2 separate regions of the Mus musculus genome follow, and region 2 is linked to region 1. A link is a contact called in public HiChIP or PLAC-seq data. All regions are on one chromosome and are shown on one strand. The core of a region is the stretch at or near the end of the contact, and the rest is flanking DNA. Distances in the headings are between cores, read along the strand shown.

Evidence for each region. HiChIP or PLAC-seq counts read pairs in DNA pulled down with a chosen protein or histone mark.
Region 2: an H3K27ac HiChIP or PLAC-seq map of extraembryonic endoderm stem cells shows a contact between it and region 1. The contact joins two enhancer-like sites. A contact is called at or near these places in 6 of 484 Hi-C or Micro-C datasets (the N1E-115 cell line, cerebral cortex, embryonic fibroblasts and 3 more) and 3 of 115 datasets of contacts at active chromatin or transcription factors (embryonic stem cells, extraembryonic endoderm stem cells and neural progenitor cells).

Annotation. Positions count from the first base shown.
Region 1 is chr13:57,778,378-57,786,318 of GRCm38.p6, reverse strand. The region is part of intron 2 of Spock1 (sparc/osteonectin, cwcv and kazal-like domains proteoglycan 1); the gene reads left to right. Among named protein-coding and RNA genes, the nearest start is that of Spock1, 130 kb to the left of the region's middle. Within about 2 kb of position 3,163, at least 17 of the 459 cell types and tissues checked have an H3K27ac peak or open chromatin away from gene starts, as enhancers often do. A contact at or near this core is called in extraembryonic endoderm stem cells, where this site is marked.
Region 2 is chr13:57,859,367-57,867,307 of GRCm38.p6, reverse strand. The region is part of intron 2 of Spock1 (sparc/osteonectin, cwcv and kazal-like domains proteoglycan 1); the gene reads left to right. Among named protein-coding and RNA genes, the nearest start is that of Spock1, 45 kb to the left of the region's middle. Within about 2 kb of position 3,822, at least 4 of the 459 cell types and tissues checked have an H3K27ac peak or open chromatin away from gene starts, as enhancers often do. A contact at or near this core is called in extraembryonic endoderm stem cells, where this site is marked.

The sequences.
Region 1 (7,941 bases), core at 1,914-4,413:
TGAAAACTGTATAAATTGAGTTAGGGAAAACAGCTTTGATTGCATGAGTAATATTTAAAGTGGCTGCTTAAAATGCAGTAACTTTTCTGTCAATAACAGAAAACCTTCTGAGCTCTGGAGAGAGTTTTAAAGCAAGATCCAGTGGCTCCTGCCGGTCGTGGTGAAAGTTTTCATTAAACAGATGATTCATACTACCCGAGCTGAATGATTAACGTGAATCACGGGAAAAGATGCTCAGGCTCGGGTGTCTGATTTATGAATGGATTAGGAGGTGGATTCCTCAACAATCGATTGCCTTCACAGGAGGAGTTTGATTTACTGAGACCCTCAAAATGTTTTGTTTTGTTTTGTTTTGTTTTTTACCCCTAACACTACTGTTTGTTCTAAGGTGACATCTCAGGACCTTTTTATAGGAGAGGACTTTTACTTTCTGAGTCCAGGGTACTCCTGTAAATTCCTGAGTATGTTCTAGGCTTTTTCCCAAACTTGTCTCAGTTAGAGAGGTTCACGGGGTTAGGACCTTCCTTGTGCAGGTGGGTGTGGTGTGTATGCCCTTGGGAAAGGACTGGAGGAAACCTAAATTAGTTCAAGAGGCCCAAGGCCTCTAACTGGACAAAGGAGATGGCTTAAGGCTCCTCAACTATCTGCTCAGCTGCATTGCGCTGGTCTCTGGGAGGGTCCTCACAGGCCTGGCCTGGGGACTGCAGCCTGAGACTAGAGCTGCTGAGCTCTAGGAAGCTGTGTGAAGCTGTGTGAAGCTGTGTGAAGCTGTGTGAAGCTGTGTGAAGCTGTATGAAGCTGTGTGGAGCTGTATGAAGCTGTGTGAAGCTGTGTGAAGCTGTATGAAGCTGTGTGAAGCTGTGTGAAGCTGTGTGAAGCTGTGTGAAGCTGTGTGAAGCTGTGTGAAGCTGTGTGGAGCTGTGTGGAGCTGTGTGGAGCTGTGTGAAGCTGTGTGGAGTTGTGTGAAGCTGTGTGAAGCTGTGTGGAGCTGTGTGGAGCTGTGTGGAGCTGTGTGAAGCTGTGTGAAGCTGTGTGAAGCTGTGTGGAGCTGTGTGGAGCTGTGTGGAGCTGTGTGAAGCTGTGTGAAGCTGTGTGGAGCTGTGTGAAGCTGTGTGAAGCTGTGTGGAGCTGTGTGGAGCTGTGTGAAGCTGTGTGAAGCTGTGTGGAGCTGTGTGGAGCTGTGTGAAGCTGTGTGAAGCTGTGTGAAGCTGTGTGAAGCTGTGTGAAGCTTGTGAAGCTGTGTGAAGCTGTGTGAAGCTGTGTGAAGCTGTGTGAAGCTGTGTGGAGCTGTGTGAAGCTGTGTGAAGCTGTGTGGAGCTGTATGAAGCTGTGTGGAGCTGTGTGAAGCTGTGTGAAGCTGTGTGAAGCTGTGTGAAGCTGTATGAAGCTGTGTGAAGCTGTATGAAGCTGTATGAAGCTATAGGAAGCAGATGCTCTCTTCACTTGATCCACATGCTTGGGCATGCTCATCTCCTCAGAGAATGACATGACCCCTGCTGGGTGCTTGGGCAGGCTTCTTCTTTGCAGAGTTCTCCTCCCTGTCAGGCTTGCTGACAGAGGACAGCAGGGTTCCCACAGCAGCCCAGAGAGCACTTTGCATGCCTCTAGCTCCCTCATCTGAAGGGTACCTTGTACTAGCCCCGTTACAGACAAAAAGACATGAGGCTGTACAAGTAGCAGTGGGTGCTAGAGCCATGCTTTGGAACCATGCACTGGGGCCATGCTTTGTGTCTTAAATTCTGCCTGCTCGCAGGTGTGGCTAACACTCCATACTCTAGCACCTGAGCATTTGGTGTTAAACACAGCTCAATAGCAGAGGCATCTGGAGGGGAAGGCTCAGATTTGGTCGGTTTATAATCGACTCTGTCAGCTTTGGTAGAGAGTGGATGCTTTGTTCATTGTCTTTAGGAAGGGGTATCTCTGGGCCTGTAACATCTTCCAGAGTGACTGCTTTTTCCTTTGACTTTGTGAGGGCTCTGTCCTGCAGGTCACTTGGGCAGCAAATGACAGGTCACTCGTGTTATCATCTAGACTGAGATGGATTTGGTTCAGCAAGAAGCCAGTTGATATATTTTAATGAAAGGTTGGGTGACGCTACGGCAGATGGAGTGAGTGGTGGTTTGTAATCTTGCTCTTCAAGTTTTACTGTGGGTGCTAAATTCTCTCCCTTCCACCCTTGTGTGTGTGTGTGTCAGGAGGTGTTGTGTGTTATATGTGTATAATTAAGGCATATGATGAATTCTAGGACTTAGTGTTTACATGTCCTGAAATGTCCAGGAATGTGGGTGATTATTTGTTTGTTCATATTCATTCATTCATTCATTCATTCACTCATTCATTTTCATTCCGTAGGCAGAAGTGAGCATCTGCCTGTCTCAAACCTAGTGGAAAATACTAGGGGCCGACTCATGTGTAGAAGTTGTTCCTAATTTCAGAGAACTCATAATGTCTCTGAGCTAAAGTCATGCTTGAAAATGAAGATGGAGACACCCACCTCTCAGCATCGGTGTGAAGATGAAAGTAGCCCCTCGATGCCAATGCCATAGGTGCCTGGTATGCCGATTCTCTTCTCCAGGCCATTGCTTTAGCTTTGAAGGCAGGGAAGCAGCCACAGGTGTGCAGGTGGTGTTTGGACCTTAGGGAAAACTGCCTGCAAATCCTGGCGTTTAATTGCAGTGTTCCTCTAATTAGCCATCGATGCCCCTGGAAGGCCTGTGGAGAGGAACAGGTGCAAGGGTGGGCTGGGGTATTTACTCCTTTGGAGTAAATACAATCAGTTTATTTACAGTCAGAAGTTGAAGTGAAGCTACTTGGGGAAATAAACGGGCCTCTGGGGCTAGAGGCTGGGGGATTGGAGGTGGAGTTGCTGGGGACCAGACGTCCTAGGTTGTTTGTGTTGCGATCCCCACACCTCCCCAGCCTTCTGCACTGCCATCAATACCTGCGTCTAGCAGAATAAGACCCTCCTCTTTCTAAAGATGTATCTTCAGGCTCTCCTCGGCTCAGCGAGACAGCTGTGCTGTACTTCCAGCGATTGCCGATTGTAATACGAGTCTATTTTTCTGCTGTCTTGGGTAATTTCAGAACGCCTCTACTTGTAGTTACTTACTTCTCTGCCCATTTCTTGGCGCCCACGCTGTCTGCTGCTTTAGATATAAGGCAGTGAGCTTAACAAATACATTCCCTGCTCCGCCCCCATTCCCTGCTCCACCCTCATTGCGTTCTACCAGCCCCGGGGAAACAATACCTTTGGTATACAGGCATGGGTGTGAGGCATGGAGAAGGTTGGTCATTTACTCAGAGCCTGGCAGAGGCAGGATTTCACCCCAGGTGCCCCTAAACTGGAACTTAGAATAACTTGTTTCTAGTAGGGGCTTTGCATGCCACAGTTTATCCCTTGGCTTCTGTTCTCGGGACTGGGAATGTGTAAATCAGTATTTACAGAGGCTCTGAATATGCTCACTTCCTAGCAATATCTTTGTGCAGAGCTTTCAATCCCTTTGTAAAGAGGTCAGTGCGGATGGTGTATGCCTGTGCTGTGGGCTTTCATGGAGAGGAATATGCAGCTTGGGGCATATGCCTCTGGGGCACCGTGGCCGCTGGAGGGCAAATCTGGCTGCTGTTCATTGCAGTCTATCCCAAGCCTGATGGTGGTTCATGGACATGCTCAATGTGTGTCCATCTGATGGGGAGGGGGAGTTTCTTGGCCTGTGGGAACCCCCCCCCCACAGAGCTGCTTTGAGTCAAACAGACCTGGACTTGAATCAAACCTTACTACTTTCAGACGAAGGGTCCTTGGCATGGGGCTGTCTCCTTGACTTTCTGCAGCCAGACTCAAGGGCTGCCAGAATGAGAGATTATGCCAGTCACTGCTCGTGCTAAGCCAGCGGCTGGCTAACTGGTCCCTGGGCCAGATCTGACCCACTGGCTGCCTTTGTGTGTCTAGTAGTCTTTGAATACCGCGTGCTCATCTTTTCCCCTTGTCAGTGGCTGCATTTGTACTCTGATGGCACATTTTAGTTATGACAGAGAGCAGATGGCTCGCAAAGCCAAGAATATTTACTTCCTGTCCTTTTACAGCAAAAGGTTGCCACCTGCTGTGTTCAGCCCTGAGCAGATAGCAAGTGCAGCAGACATCACAATTACTGTCACTACCTATCACTTCCACCCTTGTGCTTCACTGGAGAGTCAGCCCAGAAGCCATGACCTTCTGGGCTTTGAGTCTTGGGAGGGACTTTTCAATTAGCTGGTATGTGAGTAACTCTTGTCCCTCGAGGGATGAAGGCTTATTTGGGCTCACAGTTTCAGGGCGTTGCAGGCCACTGTGGAAGAGGCGTTGGAGTTGGGAGTGCTTCAGTAAGTAGCAGGAGGTGGATGTCACATGGCCGCTGGACCAGGAACAGAAGGCACAGAAACAGGTATATCCTTAAGACCCTTCTCTGCCAGCCAGGTCTTACCTCATAAAGGCACCTCGACCTTCAAAATAGTACCAGAAGCTGGACTGAGTGTTCTTAACACAAACCTCTGGGGGACATTTCAGCTGTAACACCTGGTGACCGCCCCTGGGATTCCCAAGGGCCTGAAGGACTGGGTGGGATTTCTTCTTAGCCCTTCGCTTCTAGTCTGATGGTACCTCCAAGTTTCAGCTCTGACTTTTGGGATGGGACCTGCCTCTCTTCCACATCTGAAAAGCCACAGCTGGAAGTGACATTTGCTGTAATGTCATCCAGAAGAAGGGAAAACAATCCGCCTGTGAGTTTTCTTCCTGCTTGCGTAGATGTGACAGAGAGCATAGATGTGGAGATAGGAGCTCTGCGTTCAGGGACCCTGGGTTCCTCATAGTCCCGGCTACTTTCCTGGTTCAATCTGCCCCGCTTTTGAAGATTAAAAAAAGGGGAGGCATATTTTTCCTAACTAACTTCCTTTATAGGAGTGTAACCTTATTTTTGGATTATATATGCAATACATACAATTTTTGGAACATCAAAAGGAAGAGAACTGTAGCAGTCAGTCCAGATCTTAGCACCCGAGACAATCGCTATTGGCATCCCCAGCTCAATTCCTTCCAGATCCTAAGTGTGCACACATGTTTACATAATTGGAATCAAAATTTTAATGTAATCTTACTCCCCACATTTTTATGTATTATACTGTAACCCTTCCCTCCAGTGCTGAATGGTCTTCAAAATCTTAATCTTTGTGCCTGATCATATTCACCCACTCACCCATCCCCATATCCTTCAATCCAATACATATTTCTAGTGTTTCTTACATCCTAAACCCTGTGCTGGGTGCCAGGCATAAGGTAGGGAGCTGAGGTCCTCTGTCCCTTCACAGAGCTCACACACAGACTAGCAGGGCAGGTGACCAGAACAACACAGGCTGCACACTTGCTTGGCTCAAACTTCTTTAACAAAGCACCATAGATGTGGTAGCTTAAACAGCAGAGGTTTCTTTCTTCAGTTTTGGAGGGGAAAGTCAAGGTACTATACATTCAGCCCTCCGTGAGGCCCTCTCCCTAACCTGCAAATGATGGTGGTCAGCTCCTCACGAAGGGGGGGAGCGTGGGGGGGGGAGAGAGAGGGGCTGAATGACTCTGACATTTCTTCCTTTTCTTGCAAGATTAGTAACCATACAACATGGTCTATGTAACCTCATCTAAAACCAGTAACCTTTCAAAGGCTTTCCCTCCAAATACTGTCATGCTGCGGGTCAGGTTTCTTCCATAAAGATATGAGGTCGAAGGACGGGGACATTCAGTCCTTAACAAGGATCATGCATACTTGCTTTAATGTGAGGGAAAAAAAAGAAGCTAGGTGGGCAGGGCCTCATCACTGCTCTTGAAATGGTCAAGACAGAACAATTTTCAGAGCCAGCCAGCTTCTCTGTGAGGTCCCCTCTTTGGAGGAAGTTTGAGAAATCCTGATTGGCTAACTCTGTTTGGAATGGCTGAACACCTTCTGGGCCATATACCTGAATGAATGAAATAGAATAAAAGCATAGTGCTCATTGTTTTTCTGTTCCTGTGATCACATACCATGACCAGAGGCAACTTAAGAAAGAAAAGCATGTTTGGCTCACTGTTCCAGAGTGAGTCTATAATGGCAGGAAAGGCGAGCTAGCAGGAGCTGGAAGCTGGGGAGCTGCTTTTTGTCTGCACACAGGAGTCAGAGGGAAAGAGAATAGGACGTGGTTGGAGGTTACAAACCTTTAAAGTACACCCCAGTGACACACATCCTCTAGCAAGGCTGCGTCTCCTAGAGTTTCTGTAACATCCCCAAACAGTGCCACCTACTGGAGACAAAGTATTGAAACACATGCCTGTGGGGGACACTTCACTCCCATTTCAGCACACCCCGAGGAGGGAATCTGTGTCTACAGTCAGTGGTAGAACCGCAGACACTGCTGTGCAGTGATCACCACTGCCTTCCTAGCATGGAGCTCCTCCGGAGTAAAGCCAGGCACTGCAGACATGAAAGCCAGCAGGCTCTCTGGGCAATGGTGGGTGTATTTTTGAAACAGGAAGCGGTTTTCTCCAAGGAGAAAGCCCCCGCCCTAGATAAAGATGAATCTGAGGATAGGCGTGGCTGAGACATTATTTAGTCCTGGAGGTTCATGGGTGCTGCCGAGACGGCAGGGCTCCCGGCTGCCTCCTGAATGCTTTCCCATCATTTCCCAGTCAGGTGGGGTCAGAAGACTGTTGTGCGGAGATGGAATGTGTTGTGTCCCATGCCTTGTGAGGTGGGGAATGTGGAGCAGCCCACACATCACCCATGGAGTCTTTTCGGTGTCCTCCCAAGAAGCATTGTTCTGGGAGACAGACATCCGGCAGGGGGTGATCACACATTGAGTCTTGCAGGATACAGTTAACAGCAGAGTGAGACTCTGGGAGTTCTGTGGTCCAGTTAGCTCACAGGGCGCCCCCTAGTGGAAGCAGGTCCCCTTTGTTTGTTGGATGCCCATTAGACAGACTTGGTTAGGAACAACCCTGCGGGGGACTCAGGAGTACATGTGTCTGTGAACTTGCTGTGGGATGAATCTGTGAGTCACAGACTCCTCTCAGCAGGGGACAGATGGTCACAAAATCATGTGACATAGAAAGCCCAGTGTTGTAGTGTGTGTACACAACACAGGAAATGTTTCAGGAAATGTATGCATGTATGAACTGCTTTTTGGATTTTTATCTTTATCTAATTTGGGTAAGCACATAAAAGCACCAGACTGAATTTGCTGCTTAGTATGGACTACAGTGCTTTATTTAAAAAAAAAAAAAAAAAAAGCAAAGCAAAACTGGCTTTTCATTAGCAGAAGCCTGCAAGCGAGGCAGCAACTAACGGGGTTTGCATGTCCTGATCTTCGTCTGTAAAATGTGGGAATTATCACTGCCCTGTAGGGCCTGCTGCTAGGATTAAATTAGAGAGCACACATCCTTAACCTGCTGCCTGATACGTAGTAGGCACTCAATAAGTGGGAGCTATTATTTTTATTGATATAATAGCTAATTTTGATTCAGGGTTCAAAGTGCTTTGCATATATTAACTCTGTTAATTGATTTTCCACGCTCTGGTCTTTCATCAGAGGCAGAGCTGCCTCTGAGACTGTGCTTGGGCCTTGTTCATTACCTTGGGGGCAGCTGTGGTCTCCATGATGAACAGTCAGAAGAGGGTTTTATAATCAGATGAGGATATCACCTCGATGCAACCCCCATTCTAATCCCTAGAGGGGCATTGCTGTAAAATGACCCAAAGTTTTATTCTTCAGAGGGTCCTTTGCCCCAGTTAGAGGGAGACTTCTTATTCCGTATGGGCACGATGCTCAAAAGATTGCTATTGATGTAGGTCTTATACCATGGGCTCCCTGGTGGGTCTGATTTATTTAGACATCCTTTGAGGCGAGCTAGCTGTGATAGACAATTTTTAGCCTTCATCCCAGAGATGTTGC
Region 2 (7,941 bases), core at 2,573-5,072, 80 kb before region 1:
CCCAAGAACAACCACCCCAGTTTGATTCAGGTGGCTCAGTGTTTACAGTGTTTCCCTGGAAACAATCTACCAAGAAGGCATGGTTCTTCTTGCTGAGTGACTCTGGCACCCTGGGCGAGTCCCATGGACAATTCCAGCCAGATGTACTTCTTTCTCATTTGGAGAGGATTGTTCTCCCTGGTTCTTATGGTCAGATGGCCTGTGTGATCAGACACACATCCTTTGAGGAAAGATGCTGTGGAGGGTGAGAGCCAGGCAATGTTGTTCTGCGTTGATAAGCAGATGAATTCTTGTGTGCAAGGCAGTTTGTTAAATCTCAAGGCTTGGCCTCCTTGTTCTGTAGTTTCTTGCCCAGTAAGCTGATTGTACAGAGGTCAGAGAACAGGACAGGTATGCATTTGAAGAATCATACTCTTTAAGGAGGGAAAATGTATTTTTCTGGAGTATTTAATTTAGAAAGCAAAGATCATTATTTTTCTTTCTTTATTTTGTTTGTGTAGAAAAACAATGGGACAGATAGATTTGTGTTTTACTTCAAGTATTCCAAATTATGTGTGACAGCTTTTCAAAAAGCTGGCAGTGAAAGGCAAAAGTCCATTGTATAGTTATGATCTGGCATTATTGGTGGCCTGGGATTGTAAATCTGCTGTTCATCGTGTAATTCAAGCATTGTGATTTTAGTTGCTCAAGGGCCTTAGTTGTCCTTGGCCAAAACAAAATGAAGTTAAAACTACAGTCTCATATAGAAAATCATGTGACTTTCATGTTTATTAAGCCTTCTGCAGAGAAATCAATATCCATCTTTGAATCAGAGTACTAATTGTGAGTCCCTCCGTTACTGCCAGGAGAACCCACTTCTGATTTTCCTGGCAAGTATCCCTGAGTGCTACCACGCCTCCCCAGTTTAGCCGTGTTTTCCCAGCATTTTCCCCTTAGTAGGCTTTAGATGAGTTTTTCAGAACCATGGCATTTGCTTCAAGGTCAGTGCTATGAATGAGATTTTTAAACGCTCCTACATGTGGATTCTAAGAGAAGCCCAGTGATGCTCTGATAATACCTTCCATTCTTAGGGGTATTTGGGGACATGATGGGAAGGAATCTCTGCAGTTGACCCAGATGCTGACTGCATTAGGTCAGTATATTTGAGCATCTGTCTTCTTAAGCTTGGCTTCCTTCTCTTGCTCATCTCGTATCCCTGATGGGGTTTGGTTGTCACGTAAGCACGGGCTGAACCACACCAAGGCACACAATGATGACTTTAATTTGTCCCATAAAGATTCATTTCCACTTGCTCTGGCCTTGAATACAATGGATGGACTCTGAGATCTTGGGTCCCTTACATGGTGTTTTTTAATCCCCAATAGCTTGTCTTTTATTTTTGTCCATGGTATCCTTATGAGCTATACTATCTGTTATCCACTTGCGTGGTGGACATTTGCAGGTGTCTATGCACAAGCAGTTTAAATTAGCTCAGAAAAGCAAAACCCAGGAGATGTGGAGAGTCTACTAGCATGAGTCTTGTAGTCAGAATAGAATTTGAGGTTGTGATTTTAAATTCAATGCTTTTCATGAGCCCCTTGCACTGAAATAGTATAAAACAGCCTTTTGACCCTTTCTATTTCTTAAAATCCACAAGTTTATTTGGGATACTTTAAGAACCATGATGACGTCTCTAAAAATAATCCTCAACTTGATCTGCCCACAGTGCTGATTGGCTGACACGAATTTTGTTCTTGAAGCCACATGGTCTTGGATGGATGCATACTTTCTTTTCCTGGTCCAGCTGCACCATGTGTAGATTTTATAACTGTGAGAGACATAGAAAATCGGGACAATTGTTTACTGATTTGAGCAAACATGGCTGTAGCTTTCAGTGTCTTGATATTCTGAAACCGAGCTCCCTTGGTCTCACATAGAGAATTTCTCACCCATGTGCTGTTTATGGGAAAGAAAGCTCAGGCTTTTGTTTTTACTTTCTTGTAGATACCCACGAGAATCAGGCAGAGCACACAGGGAATTGACAGTTATTTTTAATGAGAGGTGTATGTGAGGCAGCTTCACACTCCAAGGTCTCTGAGTGACTCTTCAGCTGACTCAGGGAGGGTGGGTGTATCTCCTGGTGGTGTGTTGACAGCGGAGCCATAATCTCTGGAAAGATGACATGGGTTCTGGTCCTGAGCTTTATTTAGAAGCTCGTCTATTTTGCTTAGTGGACCCATTCTTTATAATATGTATGGAAACAGCTTATAGCTCTCTAACATTTGTTGTTGCTTTGAATGAAGATAAAGAACATGAATCCTGGTAAAAGACTTCTGAATTTGACTTTTAAAAGTCACATAACCTCCAACCCCCAAAGCTCAGACCTGTGGGCTCCCATCCTGGATTTTTATTGCAACCTGGACATTTTCAGGAAACAAGGAAGGGTTTGCTTTTGGACTCATGTAGCCACTTTCACTAAGACAAAGGCACCAAGGACAAAAGTGGAGCTCAGACCAGCTGAAGATTTACCCTGGGCTTTTGCAGAGCTGACGGTACTGTGGAGGGGACAAGCAGAGGAAGAATGCTTACTCACGTGAGCAGAGAGAAGTCTGCGTTTGTATCCGTAACACAGGCAATAAAAACACAACCTCCATCACAGGGCAGAGCCACAGCCTAGACATTTGTCACTGCTGGATTTTGTGGAAAACTCTTCCAGAAGTTATTATACGGGACAGGTCATCCATACTCATTCCAGTTGAGTCAGCAGGATGCCAGTTGGACACATAACGAATTAAAGAGGGTAGTTCTTAGGGCTGGAGAGGTGGCTCCGTGGCTTAAGGCCACTTGCTGCTCTTGCAAAGGGCCTGAGTTCAGTTCTCATCGCTCACATTGTGTCTCACAACCTTCTGTAACTCCTCTTCCAGGGTCTCTGATGCCCCCTCCTTGGTCTCCATGAACACCAAACACACATGTGGTGTGTATACACACATGTAGGTAAAGCACCCATAAACATATGATAAAAGTAAATAAAGGAAAATACACCTTACAAAACAGTTGATAGGGTTGCTGGTATAAAACACAGATAGTGAAACTGTCCTAACCTGCAGAACTAGAGAAATACAGACATGCTTAGCTAGAAGGTTACAGTGCTCTCTGAAGGCAACTAACGTGAGCAACTGGAGCCAATCAGTGGGGCTGTCCGCAGCGTTTGCAATCCGTATCAGAATTAATGTGCCACAGCAGGAGTAAGATTTCAAAAGGAGGCATAAAATGTCTGTGTGGGACTAAGTAAAGTCTGGATGAGCTAAATCCCTTATTATTTTTGTATAGATCAAGGGGGGAGATGTTTACTAAGATGAAAGTTGTTAAATTTTCAAATGAGAAGCGGATTTACATGAACGTTAAAAGGAGTGCACGTTAGCTGGATTAGTGTAGCTCTTCTATGCTATCTGGGGCTAGATTACAGGAGTCTGTTTATGCTTAGTGTAACTCTCCTATCTGTGTTATTGTCTCAAAACACAATGGAAGAGCATGGGAGATGACGGGTGCCCTACAAAAATGAACACAGAGTGGAAAGCTCTGTGAGCATTTAGTTCACCCCGGAGAGACTGAGATGTGAGCTTGGGGCAACACTGAGGCTTTCTGTGACAACTTACTTCTGAAACTTTACAGTGTGCAGGAATGAATGCATCAGGGAAGCAGAGACAGAGTGGCCAAGCATGGGTTTCTGAGCTCGGGGAGCATGGAGCATTTAACAAGGAATGTGTCGATGGAGACTGGAGGATGCTCTTGTGTCAAGGGTCAAGGAGGAAAACAGTCATAGCTCTCAAGAAGCCTAGGCAGTGTGCTCCCTCCCGAGGCTGGCAGGGCCGGGAGTCAGTGGCTTTCAGGGTAGTGGAGTGCTCCACAGGGACTGGGGAGCTTTGAGGGGAAGACTTTTGGCTTGGCAAAATTCCTCTGGCATAGTTGAGCAAGATAGATGGACAACAGAGGTGCCGTGGGAAGGAAAGACCGGTGCAGACGAGTTAGCAAGGAGGAGGAGCCTAAGCAAGAATAATGGGGATGAATAGGAAGACACAACTGCCAGACACGAATGGGATTGATAGCACCTCACAGCTGTCAGAGACAAAGCATTAATGGGGAGAGGATCTATGCTTTTAAGCCCAGGGAGATAGTGGAGCCATTATCAGAAGAGAGGGAGAGAAAATTGGAGAAAAGTTAGCTATTAAATGTGAAACAAAGGAGTAGCTGAGTTATTAATGGGGTCTAGCATAAGATTAAAGACTTCCTGTTTTTATTTTATTTTTTTTTTACATTTTTCTTCAAAAATTAAATTCCCTTCCTTTCTTTTTTTAATTTTTTAAATTTTAATTTTTTTGGTCACTAACTTCTCAGTATCTGTTCATTAGTTAATTTGCTAACTCATTTTAACATCCATGCCATACTAATGTAAGACATTCATGATAGGAACCTGGTATGTCTATAATTTAAGATGTCATGGGTTTGATTCCCAATACTGCATAAACCAAGCTTGATAGCACACACCGGTGATCTCAATACTCCCTTTTTTTCTTCAATAGATTTATTTACAATGTTCTAAGAACTAATTCAGATAAAGTTGAGGTATTCTTTTCCTCCATGGAATTGCTATTTGGAGACTGATAGTATATCCCTCATATTTTTCTGAGGGTCATATTCTGTCCTTTGGTCAATATGGGTAGTCTGCCTGGGTCCGAAGCTTGTGCGAGGAGATGTGGATTCCCTGAGTGGCTGTGGGCCTTATTCTGGGTCAGATCCAGCCTCCATCTTGGACCCACAGCTTCCACTGACATATGTTGTAGAACTGTGTGCACTTGTGTGCATTACCCTGCTTAGTGCAGGCCTCTGCTAACGTCTGAAACCCGTGGGAAGACTTGTGGAATTCTATGTGTGCCTTTGGATCTTTCCCTGGGTCAGGCCTGGTCCTACCCTGGTTCCAGAGTCCAAACACCTAACAAAAAGACACAGACTAGTAGATTGGCTTAGAAAACAAGATCCATCTTTTTCACCACCCAAGGCAGACATCATCATAGGGTCAAAGGATGAAAAAGGGCATCCCCAAAAATGGATCCAAGAACCAAGCCATTGTAGCCATTCTAATATCTGACAAGATAGATAGAAAAGAAAAGAAAGAAGGTCACTTCATACTCATAAAAGGACAACTGCACCAAGATGACATTATAATTTCAAAGCATATATAAATTAATACATCCAATATAAGTGCATCCAATTCAATGGAAGAAATACTGTTAGACCTGCAGCCATGGGTTAGCTCCAACCCAAGGATACTGGGTGACTTCAGTCCCTCACTTACAGCACAGACAACTCTTACAGAAGCAAGCAGAGAAACCCTGGATTTAAATGGTATCATGAAGCGTATTACATCTATAGAATACTCCCTTTCAACACCAAAGAATACACATTCTTCTCTGTAGCACATGGAACATTCTCCAAAATTGATCACATATTAGGATACAAAACAACTTTCAACAGGTGTAAGGAGTTTGAAATGATATCCTGCAGTCTATCAGACCACATGGAACAAAGCCAGATATCAATAGCATTAGAATCTATAGGAAGTCCACAGTCTCCTGGAGATCAAGCAACTCACTATTGAATGATGAAGAATTGAAGAACTTAAGAAGGAAATTTTTAAAAAAATTCTAGAACTGAATGAAAATGAGCACACGATATATCAAAGTTGAATTATGAAGTTAGACCTAAGAAAAAACTCTATAATGCTAAGTGCCTATATAAAAAATTGGAAGACCTCAAATAAATAAATTAATGCACTGTAAAGTCTGAGAAACAAGAACAGGCCAACCCACAAAGACTATGTGGTAAGAAGTAATCAAAATCAGGGCAGAAATTAGTAAAATGAAATGAAAAAAAATACAAAGTAAGTAGTGAAATGAATTAGTTCTTTGAAAAGATAAACAAAATTGAAAAACCCTTAGACAAATTAACAAAAAGGAGGAAAGAGAAGACCTAAATTAGTAACATCAGTTATGAAAAGGGAGACATCACAATAGATAGTAACAAAATTCAGAAAATCATAAGGACTTTCCTTATAAACATATATTCCACTCAATTGGAAAACGTAAAAGAAACAGCCAGTTTCTAAATGCTTATGGCATATCAAAATTAAACCAAGGTGAAATAAATAATTTATAAACATATATAACCAGCAATGAGACTGAAACATTAATAAAAATACTTCCCAATTCAAAAATCCCAGGGCTAGATGGACTCATGCAAGAATTCCACCAGAACTTCAAAGAAGAGCTCACACTCATAATCCATAAACTAGAAAATGCAGAGGGTCTCCAAATGCTTTTTAATAAGCCAGTATTACCCTGATACCCACACCAAAAGAGGCACTACAAAAAAGGAAAATTGTGGACCAATCGTTCTGATGAACATAGATGTGAAAACTCTCAGTGAAATACTTGCAAAGCTAATTAAAATCACATCAAAAGGATTCATCATGACCAAAGTGGCTTTATTCCTTCAATGCTTAATACCCACAAATCAATAAGTGTAATTTATAATGTAGATAGACTAAAAAATGAGAAATCACATGATAATCTCAATAGATGATTTGTCAGAAAGCCTTGGACAAAATCCAGCATCCCTTTATCTCTATGATCAAACTCATAGAGAAGTTATGGATAGTTGGAGCACACGTAAATATAATAAAGGCCATATGTGATAAACCCAGGCTCTAGATGTCCCTCTATTTTCAAGGAACAGTCTTTGAAATGGGTCTACTTTCTCATACCCCAGGCCTGTGATGACTGAGGTCTGGCCAATTCCCAACACCAAGTACTTGGTTACTTCTTAATGGTTCTAATCTTTTAAATAACTACTCCATGCTTGGTCCCATTTGGAAGCTTGATCCTTCTACCCAGACAGCGCACTTTCCAAACCTCTCCACTTGTCCCCCCAGTTCTGATATAACATTCATTGGCTTTGAGAAGCCAGCAATCACCATGATACTGCATAAATGTCATGACACAGCAAAAATGCTCGGCTCAGTAAACTTGTGTGATAGCTTCGTCACTCTATCACCTGTCAATCTGCTCTTCGTCATAGTGTAACATGAACAGCCTCATGTGTTCAGACTAGTCCTCCTCATCCTTTCAGAAGCCTCATGAACAGTGTTGCTCGCTGCATCTCTGTTAGTATTCTGGTGTTCTTAGCTCCCACCTGAATTGCCCACAGAATTCCGTGCTTCTCTAATTCACAGCTCCAAAACCTTCCAAGTTTCTCTCCAAGGCCAGTCCCCTAACACCTTTGAACCAAGTAGTCAGGCAAAGTTACAGCAGTAACCCTACTCTTAGTCAGTCCTTCCTTCCTTCCTTCCTTCCTTCCTTCCTTCCTTCCTTCCTTCCTTCCTTCCTTCCTCCCTCCCTCCCTCCTTCTTTCTCTTCCTCTTTCTTTCTTTCTCTCTCTCTTTTCTTTTCTTTTCTTTTCTTTTCTTTTCTTTTCTTTTCTTTTCTTTTCTTTTCTTTCTTTTCTATCTGTCTTTCTCTCTTTCTTTCTCTCTTTCTTTCTTTCTTTCTTTCTTTCTTTCTTTCTTTCTTTCTTTCTTTCTTTCTTTCTTTCTTTCTTTCTTTCTTTCTTTCTTGGTTTTTGAGACAAGGTTTCTCTGTGTAGCCCTGGCTGTCTTGGAACTCACTTTGTAGACCAGGCTGACTTTAAACTCAGAAATCCGCCTGCCTCTGTCTCCCAAGTGCTGGGATTAAAGGTGTGAGCCACCACTGCCCAGCAGTACTGACTTTCTTAAAGAGATTTTTAAAAAAAAATTTATTTTATGTGAATGAGTGTTTGCCTGCATGTATGTATATGCACCTCATGCGTGCCTGATTGCTCACAGAGACTAGAAGAGGGTATCAGTTATGCTGGAGCAGATATGCAGTT